3 separate regions of the Mus musculus genome follow, and regions 1 and 2 are each linked to region 3. The links are chromatin contacts, called in public HiCAR-type and promoter capture Hi-C maps. All regions are on one chromosome and are shown on one strand. Each heading gives the region's core, a stretch centred on a gene start, on an enhancer-like site or on the middle of the called end of the contact. The rest is flanking DNA. Distances are from core to core; before and after follow the strand shown. Region 1 holds the start of Nadk2 (NAD kinase 2, mitochondrial). Region 2 holds the start of Skp2 (S-phase kinase-associated protein 2). Region 3 holds the start of Sub1 (SUB1 homolog, transcriptional regulator).

Evidence for each region. HiCAR-type assays count read pairs that join an accessible place to other places. Capture Hi-C pulls out chosen DNA fragments and counts their contacts.
Region 1: a contact with region 3 is called in a promoter capture Hi-C map of liver, with 2.5 times the contacts expected there. The contact joins the promoter of Nadk2 here to the promoter of Sub1 in region 3. A contact is called at or near these places in 3 of 39 promoter capture datasets (hippocampal neurons, liver and pre-B cells) and 2 of 9 other capture datasets (adipose tissue and liver).
Region 2: a contact with region 3 is called in a HiCAR-type map of astrocytes, with 4 times the contacts expected there. The contact joins the promoter of Skp2 here to the promoter of Sub1 in region 3. A contact is called at or near these places in 5 of 39 promoter capture datasets (the C10 cell line, hippocampal neurons, liver and 1 more), 2 of 115 datasets of contacts at active chromatin or transcription factors (astrocytes and large pre-B cells) and 2 of 9 other capture datasets (adipose tissue and liver).

The regions. Positions count from the first base shown.
Region 1 is chr15:9,069,899-9,073,432 of GRCm38.p6, reverse strand. Nadk2 (NAD kinase 2, mitochondrial) reads right to left here and starts at 2,173. Exons shown (of 13, transcript NM_001040395.4): 1 at 1,668-2,173. The coding sequence starts at 1,931.
Region 2 is chr15:9,139,145-9,142,592 of GRCm38.p6, reverse strand. It overlaps Skp2 (S-phase kinase-associated protein 2), which reads left to right and starts at 2,139. Exons shown (of 10, transcript NM_013787.3): 1 at 2,139-2,409; 2 at 2,890-3,161. The coding sequence starts at 2,402. It overlaps Lmbrd2 (LMBR1 domain containing 2), which reads right to left and starts at 2,023. Exons shown (of 18, transcript NM_177178.3): 1 at 1,853-2,023.
Region 3 is chr15:11,994,557-11,998,088 of GRCm38.p6, reverse strand. It overlaps Sub1 (SUB1 homolog, transcriptional regulator), which reads left to right and starts at 2,082. Exons shown (of 5, transcript NM_011294.3): 1 at 2,082-2,138.

The DNA.
Region 1 (3,534 bases), core at 924-3,423, 2.9 Mb after region 3:
CTACATTTTAGGAAGTTTTATTTTGGGCCATCTCGTGCAGAGATACAAGAGTTAATCTCAATTCAAACGCCATCCCGCTTCCGGAATCCTTGAAATAATTTCAAAATGCCGGCTCCAGAACGGACCTTGGAAGCTATTTAGCCCAACCCATCAGGAACTAGGTGAAACTTTTGAAAGCTAGCATTGCAACACAAACGTTTTGTTTCACTCATGAGGGTCAGAGAAGAGAAACCCTGTCTTGAAAAACCAAAAAAAAAAAAAAAAAAAAAAAAAAAAAGCACAAAGGATATCAGTCAATCCAACCAGGGAGAGCCTTGCGTCCTGGCGTTCAATCCCACCCTCTGTGGGGTAGAGCTGAGAGTCCCGGTTCACTTCTGTTGGTTTGCTTTTTCTTGTGTGTACTATTTTAAATCCAGAGACGCTCAGATAAAATTGTGTGAGACTAAGCATACATGATATTTCACAATTTCTAAAAGGTGAACCTTGCAGAGTCGGGCATGTAACCAAAAGGACACGCCTCTTTTTCCAAAATAGAAACAAAGTACTCTCATCTAGCCCACAATCCCCCCCACTTCATTGCATTCATTTCACTCAACTACACAAACTACGCCAGCCAAACGGCTGATACTCTACTAAAGACTGCAAATGTTTTCTAGAAATACTTTCAAACACTTGGGGGAAAGAGAAAAATTTGCACTGATTTCTACCTTGTCAACTTGCCAAACAATACTGACAAGATGCAGCAGCTAGGCAAGGATTTACAATTTGTTTCCCCTGTGTCTAAAATAAAAATGTGAAGGTAAGGGCATCATTTTAGAACAGCCAGCCTACTTATTCTTGTACATAACTTAGTAATGCTTATATACAATTCAGTCTAAAGCCTTCGGGTGTCTGGAGTCAACAATTACAGGCATAACTGTGGGGGGGGGGGTTCCTAAATAAATTGCTAACAGCCCATTTCCCAAAAGTTACTGGGTAGCACAAAATCAATTTTTTTTTTCAAAAATGGGGAAGCTCGAACTCTGGGTTTAATCCTTCCCACACACACACACGCATGGCATACCTGGCAACGCTATTAGTAAATACACCAAACACGGTGTATGGCGGAGGCCCTGTTACTTCAGGGTTCATGCCTTCTCCCCATTAGCCGGCATACTTGTTCCTTTTCTGACCTTCCAACACAAAAACCCATCTCGGGTCAGCTTTCCTGCCTCGCTGTCCCAGGTGCTTGCTTTTCAAGCAGTAAGAGACCCTGAAGGGACAGGCGACCACAATCCAGCAGGGCTTTCCCTGGCCAGGCCTCTGTCCCCAGGCGAGAAGGGGGTGTGACCGCGGCACTTCGGCCCTCTCTCCGCCACCAGTGGCTGTGCTGGAGAATTTCCTTTCTCCCGGTGGTCTGGGGAGAGGTCCCCAGGACAAACAGGGCGAACAACCCTCATCTTCTCAGCGATGGGAGTCCGTGCTACCGAGGCGGGGGCGAGGACACACGTGGCTTCCCAAGTCCCGGTCCCAGGAGCCCCCTCTAAGGCAGGCTCAGGGCGCCCCAGTCCCATGCCCGAGGGGCCCCACAGGCAATCGGAGGAAGGTTGTCGGGCTTTGGGGGTGTCCTGTGGCCCGTCGCCCCCCACCCCCACCCCGAGTACCGGCCGTCCCCCGCCAGGACCCACCAGCTGCTTCAGGTCCTCCTCCGAGAGCTCCGCGTAGCGGTACCGCTGCTGCTCGAACTCGTAGCGGGTGGTTTTCGCCACCACCACCACCCGCGAGGGGCGGAAGCCGCCGTCGGCGGGGCTACCACCGCCCGCCAGCTCGCGCGGCTGCCCGTGCCCCAAGTGCCGCCGGCCGTCCGCGCCCGAGCCCGAACCCCGCAGAGCCGCGCGGCCACCCGCCACGCGCCGGCAGCTGCCCAGCAGGAAGCCCCGGTAGCAAGTCATGATCCGCGGGGCCGCGGGTGCAGGCTCGCGCTCCCTGCCGCCAGCACCGCGCCGGCCGCGCACAGGTTAAGTGCGGGGACGTGCGTGGAACGCGCCGGGGGGGGGGGGGACGTGCCCAGACGCACGCGAGGGCGGAGAGGCCCCGGGAGGCCCCGGGAGGCGGGGATCCGGGCTGGCCCCCGGGCAGTGGGTTTTATTTGTTTGTTTATCCGTTTTCTTGGGCGCCTGCGCAGTGGCCTCTCGGCCCGGCCCCACCTCCCTCTTCACCCTTTCAGGGAGGCCGCTCTAAGCCCGCCCCCGGGCCAGATCTGTCAGCTAATCAGAGGTCGGGAAGGTTTGGGAGCCCGAGGGGCTGCGGGGATTGGCTGGGGCTGGGAAAGGGACGAAATTCTATTTGGCTTTCGAGCTGCCCGAAGAAATCCAGTTGGAACTGGTCTGGGCGGCGTTGGGGGTGCAGGCGGAGTTTTGAGCGCCTGGCGGGAAAGCAAGTTTCTTGCGCATCTTCCTCTAGTTGCTTTCATTTTTGCTTGCTTTCTGGGTAGTTGGTCATGCTCGTCTAGGGTAAATTTTAACCAGTGTCTGCTGGATGGCTGATGTGGCCGTCGCTGGAGTAAGAGCTGGGGGCGGTGACCTCGCTCCAAACGGCTTCGTTTTGCAGGGCCTGATGGCAAATAAAGATGCCGAGCCCTTTATTAGAGAGGAATTAGAGCTAACCGAGAAGGATCACAGAGCATTAGCCCGAGCTCCGGTGACCACCAAAAGACCACCAGCCTAGAGAGGCAGTGCTGTCAGGGAGAAAGGAGGAGGATAATGAGGGAAGGAGTCTTGTCTAGTCCTGTGTGTCTGTCTAGACCGCGAGATAAGGTTGGAAAGCTGTGTAGGACCAGACTGAAGGGTTAAAAATGTTTTGCACTTTATCCTGTAGGCAAGCTCAGAGCAGTGTTTGATGATTATTGATCTGACTTTGGAATGTTGGGTAGGTAGTCCTTGAAGCTAGAGCAAGGGAAGTTACTGAGTCTGTGGGAACAGTTACACAACCATAGAGATGTAGGCTGATTAAGAATAAAAGGGAAAGCTACAATGAAGGGAAAGTCATAAGACAGGGTAGGTGGCCACTGCCCTGAGGTCCTTGCTGTGGCGTCCTTTCCTTTGCGATCCTGGCACTCCCAGTAAGTGGCCTCTGGATTCCGGGCATGCTATTTCATGTTTGTGACACTCAGATGCCTCTGTGATATCGAACCTGTTTTCTCTTTCACGTCACAGAAAACTACACTTTTGACTCCCACTTCTAGCTGGAAACATCTCAATGGGATATCCTAGTCAAATCTTATTTTGGATCCTTTCTTCTGCCTCTTCCAAAACATTGCTTCATTACACCATCCTCTCGGATGTGTCTTGAATTCTCTCAGGAAAACCCCTGCTGGGTTTTCCACTTCAGTCCTTAAGATTCCCATGTCTAGGACATTTAAAACTTTAAAGATTGAAAGAGCCTTCTACACCCCAGTTGTTTACCTGTTCCCTAACTCCCACTTACTGATATATTCAGCGGTTCTCAACCTCTGGGTCATATATCCGATGTATGTATATCCGATATGTTCATTAT
Region 2 (3,448 bases), core at 890-3,389, 2.9 Mb after region 3:
TATTGCCTTTCTCCATTTATGTCAGTGTTCTAGCTGAGGCTTCCAGAGAACATTAGACATTATTCAACCTAATGATACTTTCAGTTATCGAAAATGATTTTGTTATCCTGGACTCACATTCATTCTAATGCTAAAACTATGTTTTAAAAGACTTATTAAAATAAAATACAATGTGTTAAGTAAGATTAAATAAGATTAATCAGGAAATAAAATATTTTACATTAGCAGCAATCACAATGTAGTGTTTAAGAGATCAGTCTCTTAAAGTCTCTATGGTGAGTTTCTATGTAGCTAATAACCTCACATCTTCAATGGACACAATTCCTCTATCAAAAAGAATCGTAACGGGCAGTGGTGGCACACACCTTTAATCCCAGCACTTGGGAGGCAGAGGCAGGTGGATTTCTGAGTTCGAGGCCAGCTTGGTCTACAGAGTGAGTTCCAGGTCAGCCAGGGCTACACAGAGAAACCCTGTCTCGAAAAACCAAAGGAAAAAAAAAATAAAAAGAATCGTGTGTGTATCAATACAAACCTTTTCAGTATATTATGGAAATAGCTGTGATTAAAGAAATGCAAAAGAACACCGGTTTCATTATCAAGGCAAATCAGGAGGCTCCTAATTTCAAAGTTGATAGGCTTTCCTTTCCTAGAGAGAACCTTGTGCCCACTAATTTAAATATCCTAAGGTCTCTGCTAACTCTTAGCTGAATTCAGGGCTGTTTTATATTTACTAGAATTTACTCTTGAACGAGTTACATCCTAACAGAAAGGACAAAGTTCAAGAGAAGGCAAATGAGTTTTTCAAAGTAACAAAAGATAACTTTATACACTATTTCAGAAGGTCTCACTTTAGATACTTTCCATAACAAAACTGTGACTACATACTTATTCTCCTAGTCTTTCTTTTCAAGTAAAACCAATTTGCAAAAAGGTCTTTTTTTTTTACACCAATCTCACTCACAGGAACTAAAAGTTCATGAATCTCTTCCTCTCAAGAAGTAACTGATGCAAAGATTATGCTAGAAACAAAGACAAAACTGAGCATGAAGGATTTAATTCCACTATAAAACGAATCTTGCTCTCTCCACAAAGAAACACAAGTGTATGCAATCTAACATACTAAACCAATATTCTAATGTTTTTGATGAAGGTGGCCTGCTTTTTTCTCAACTCTATAAATCTTCATTTTTACTGGACTAGAAATGCATCCCCCTACCCTCTCCCCTGTTGCACAGTTTGCACACCTGAATTTTGCATGGTCATTCTAATCTAATCGCCCCCGACCTCTTCAGAGGCTAAATTAGCATAGTTTCTAGGCAGAGAGATTCTAGGACAGGCTGTGGATTGAGTCAGAGGCACCTAAACAGCTTTCAGGGTGGTCTCTCCTTGCAAGCGGAGCCTCCCTTTTTCCCTTTGGTATTTGGGAGACTCATCAAGGATCCAAGAGGATGCACGCGGGAACCACTGCTGGCTCCTGCCGCCTTAAAAATAAACCATCGCTCCTCTTGGAGCTGCGCTTTAGCTCGAAAAAGGCTTCCCCTCGCACGCTGATTTGATCTTCAGTGCCAGCCCATGAGGTGTGCCGCGTCCTCGAGCCTAGTTTACAAGTGAGGAAAGGATCGCGTCCACAGACCCAGTCCTAAGGGCCGCCCACTGCCAGGTGGAGGAAGGCGAATGGCAGGAGTGCCACCCGCAGCCTCTCACCTGGCGGGCCATCGAGACCCCGGAGATGGGCCTGGCGGCGGCGGCCACTCACCATCTGGAACTCCCCCCAAGTCTATGTCCGCCAGGGACTGGGCCGGGACCCCAGACCCTGACGCACCTCACGCGTCCCCGCCCCCCTCACGCTCACCGTCGGACCTCGCCAGACAGCGTCTGGAAGGGACTCAGAAGCTTCGCGTCCGCCGCAGCCTGCCGGGGTCACGGATCCTTCAGTCCCGGGCGACCGTGGCGGTGATCACCCGAAGGCCCGTGAGCTCCGGGAAAAGGAAAACCTGCTCCCAGTCAATCGGCTGACATTTCCCAGCCAGCCGGAGCTCCACCCACTTCCGCCTGCCTGTCCTCCTCCTCCTCCTCCTCCTCCTTCAATCCCGCCCGGCGCCGCAGGGAGTTGTGGGTATCTGGAGGGTTGGTCCGAAATCAGAGTGGAAGAACCCAGGCAGGACTACGAGCTAGGCTCGGAACTACAATTCCCAGCAGGCAACGGGGCGTCAGAAGGCGGCTGCTGGAGAGCGGGATGCAGAACTCCGCGCGCGCGGTGGTGATGGAACGTTGCTAGTTCGCGGGTCCAACTGCTGGGGCCCCGGGGATCACTCTAAGCCGAGCGCTAAAACAGGAGTCTGGAAGGCAGGCAGCGCTTCAATTAATTCAAGCATTCAAAACTCCTGAATCAGTGGACACCATGCATAGGTAAACCGATTGCAAAAAAACCGGACAAAACATGAATGAACCGTTTGAATTCTTTTAGGCCGCGAATGTTGCTTCTTGTTCAAATAATCTGGTTATGTGAATGTTTGCTTAGAGAAAAAGGATGGATGAATGCTTTAGTGCGAATATCAATGTGGAGTTTAATTTGGCTTCCTAATTAAGTTTTCCTTCCTCTACTTTGAGTCATGGTATCAGTGCCGTCCCTCTTTTTCCCTCCACGGGAAGAAATTATTGAGGCCTTCTGCGTGACCATAAATCCCAAAGCCTTTCAAAGTATATATGTTCCCGATTTTTCTCTTTCATTCTTGTATTTCTCTCGCTTGTAGGCACGTTTAAAAAATGCAGTACTGTCACTTGCTGGGACTTTTCTCCACTCCATTCTTTACTCTTCTTTCATGCCTACCTTGGAATTATTTAGGGGTGTATTTTCAAAAGGAATAGAGAATGTCTGCCCTTCTGCAGGAAGCACCTTCAGGAGATTCCGGACCAGAGTGGCAACGTCACCACCAGCTTCACGTGGGGATGGGATTCCAGCAAGACTTCTGAACTGCTATCAGGCATGGGTGTCTCGGCCTTGGAGAAGGAGGAGGTGGACAGTGAGAACATCCCACATGGACTGCTCTCAAACCTCGGCCACCCCCAGAGCCCTCCAAGGAAACGAGTCAAGGGCAAAGGGAGTGACAAAGACTTTGTGATCATCCGTCGGCCGAAGCTTAGTCGGGAGAACTTTCCAGGTAATGCACAACACTAAGATCCAAACTGTATTGTAATGGGTTGAACTATTTTGTTTTAACTAAATTCGATTGAATTATTTCCTTGGGGAATCTTTTTGGATCGGTGCCTAAAATTGCCTAGTTTTGGTGCCTAAAATTGCCTAGTTTGGAAGTGTGGCAGTGAAATGGATTCCAGTCATTAAGTCTTCAGGAATCTTGGTTGGTCTTTATCTTGTGGTCAACAATTGACTTGAAGCTTTTTTCCTGCCCTTTTCCTTAGAAAGGAATCTTCCTGCTCAAAGTCCAGC
Region 3 (3,532 bases), core at 833-3,332:
AAACCAAAACAAAACAAACCACTTCCCAGAAGATGTCAAATCATTGATGCTGGTCTCTTCTTAATCACCGCTAATTTCTTAGCTCCAGCTAACCAGCATCAATTGTCCCAGTAATGCAAAGGTTTCACTCTAGTGGTTCTGGTATTTTGTTAATCACAGCTGATTCTTCAGCCCCAGCTAACCAGAACCACTGAACCTTCACAATCAAACTAGCAATGGCCCTGAAAAGAGTCTTTAATTTTCCCTCTGAAATTTCACAAGCCAGGCCTCCATCTTCTGCACTGTTCTCAACATTATCTTCCAAGCTCCTACACAACATCTCACAGAGTTCTTAACAGCGAATGGATCTTCTGGCCCAAAGTTCCAAAGTCCTCCCCAAAACATGGTCAGGCTGTCACAGGAATACCCCACTATGCTGGTACCAATTTGTCTTAGTCAGGGTTTCTATTTCTGCACAAGCATCATGACCAAGAAGCAAGTTGGGGAGGAAAGGGTTTATTCGGCTTACACTTCCTTGCTGCTGTTCATCACCAAAGGAAGTCAGGGCTGGAACTCAAGCAGGCCAGGAAGCAGGAGCTGATGCAGAGGCCATGGAGGGATGTTCTTTACTGGCTTGCATCTCCTGGCTTGCTCAGCCTACTCTCTTATAGAACCAAGACTACCAGTCCAGAGATTGTCCCACCCACAAGGGGCCTTTCCCCCTTGATCACTAATTGAGAAAATGCCTTACAGTTGGATCTCATGGAGGCATTTCCTCAACTGAAGCTCCTTTCTCTGTGATAACTCCAGCTGTGTCAAGTTGACACAAAACTAGCCAGTACACCCTTGTTTAGAGCTTCATACACAAAGACTCCTCTCTCACTTTATTTTGATGACGGTGTTGCTCTAGTTGGACTCCCGCATTCAGTAGGGATGCGCTGGGGCACTTCCCTACTACCCTTAGTAGGTAGTAGTTCCATTCAATACAAGGTTTGAATCACTTATTAATTTTTGCAGCTGTTAAATGTGAAGACAACGATCATTTCAACTCTTGAACCTGTTAGGATGATCACTATCTGTCAAATGCTGTATGTAAACCTTTGTGATGAACAGAACTCTGTTTGTTGTTGGCTACAGGAGGAAACCATCCAGTACACATTCTAAGCCACCTGCTTGTGGTTATTTGTGATGGTGGAGTGGATTTCCTCCGCGAGACTTTGGATCCGTGTTTAGACAAAGGTATGGCGATTCAGTATGCCTCCCGGTTTCTGTCTCCAGTACTTAGCTCCTGTATTCTAGGCTGGTAGTGAGGCGGAACACCAAGTCCATGGTAACCTGCAGAGGAGGATGCTGCGGAAAGGGAACACAAAAGGGGCCAGGGAAAAATGTAGCCCCCAAAGGACACATCCTTACTTTTCACCACCTCGTAATAATGCTGTCATATTATGACTATCAGAGCATTAATTCACTGATTAAGGCACAGCTCTCAGGATCCAGGCTCTTCTGAAAAGGTCATCAGTTGAAAACCAGATCCCCAATGAATGAGCCCACAGGGAGATTTTATATTCAAACCACAATTACTTTGGAGCCCCAGAACTCCATTTTAAGAATAAAGGTTTCGTGGCTAAGGACATTTGTAAGATTTCTTTGACTTTCTGAATTAAATAGTGCGCCTCGCAGGCTTGCTTCCTTTGGATTTTAGCAGCATGAGTCAGATCTTAAAGGTAGAAACGGAAAATCATCTGTAGGCAAGTGGGTCAGCACATTGTTTTTTCTCAGAGTAGCTCCCATCATTTCAGTACAGCATTTATAGAGCGGTACCATATACAAGCTATTTGCAAGCGCAAAGCTCCGTGGATCTTGTCATTTATGTTTCATTGACATCTCATTCTCCTTCAGATCAGGCCCAAGCTGCGTGGCATCTCACTGTGGTGCCATCTCCCTCTTTCAGGAGCATTTACTTCAGTATCTGTGGCGGCCCCTTTAAGGCCCTGGAAAGGGCCGGCTGGCGGTTGGGCGGCGAGGCCACGCCCCCTTCACGTGGCCTTCGTGCCATTGGGCGGAGCCAGGGCCTCTAAGCTGCCGTCATTTCCGGCTCTCTGTCAGTCCGGAGTAGGCGAGCGAGCGAGGCAGAGGTTTTTGGTCGGCCGGAGCGGAGCGTGAGTGCGTGGGACCCCGGGCCCATTCCTCGGGGCTGCGGCCAGGCCGACCCCAGGCTACCGCGGCCCCCTTCGCTCTCCTTGCCGGTGGGGAGAAAAACGGCAGCTCGGGGGAAGGGCCTCCGCTCTTGCCCGCGTCCCCGCGGGGCCTCGTGTGGCGGCCGCTCTGGGGAGCCGAGCCGAGGCGGTGGGCGCGGGCAGGCAGGCGAACGGCGGGTGATGGCCGCGCGCCCCTCGGACTGGGTGATGGGGCTCCGGGCGGAGGCGCTAGCGGTCTGCCCTGAGGCTGCGCTCGCCCACCCCTGTCCGGACCACCGTGCTCGGGAAGCCATCCCTTCCCCACCCTCGGGGGACGCTGGCCCCGCGGGGTCGAGGGGCGGGGGGCGCGCTCGGCAAACATGGCTGGGCTCCGGGGCGAGGAGAAAATGGCGCTGGCGCAAGGCCCTCCTCTTGTGCACGCTCTCGACGCCCCACGCCCCCTTCCTGAGGCCGGCAGTAGCCCCAGCCCTCGCCTCGGGGCTTTCGGGAGCTTCCTGGCCGCGACCCCCACGGTGCCACGCGCCGGCTCGCCCTCGAGAGCCTCGCACTCTGGGATGTTTTCAGTATTCCCCAGCCCCGGGCACCGACTGGTCGGTCTATAAACTACGGTCACCCCTTTTAGTTACCTTTTGCTCGAATTACGAAGCCCCCCGCCCCCCGGCCTCCAAGAAACCACCCCAGTAAAGCCTCATTAAAGTTAAAAGTCCAAGTGTAGGGAACGGGGCTGGCTTTAGTTCCCAGTAACAAACATTGTTTTCTTATTGGGTAGATTTAGGTTAGATAATGACGTGGTTCTTTGAAGTAATTTTAGTTCCCCAGACAGCTTTTCGTAATGGGAGATAGATATGGCTGGCTGTTTGCAAGCGAAAGATTTGTTTATGTGCAATTCCCTCTCAAAAAACAGGCTTTGTGTAGTTGTGTGACCGAGCTAGCTTGGGAAACTTGATTTTGGAGGTCGGGTTGTGAAATGGAGCAGTAAGAGGAAAAGCGAAGGGACTGGTTAGGAGCCTTCTCCCTCCTGAGTTTAGGTATTACCTCTAACGGACTGGCCAGTTGTGTAGAGTCGTGGGCAGGATTTGGGTAGCTCACTTTTGCCTTGACCTCCTATTTTGCACATTGAATGCCAGTTTGGTCTTTAGAGAGCTGGGTTATAATTTTTTTGATGTAGGAGGTAGGAATTGATGTATCTTTCTTGAGCATTTACAGAATCTTGTGTTTTTTAGGACCTTTAAGCCATGTAGAAGTTAGTAAGTTTATTTAGATGGAGAGAGCAGAAGATAGTTTGGTAAATAGCTTTTGCTACCTGGTTTTACCATTTGGTGTAAGTATCTTGAAAAGTAGTTAGGACCTGCCTA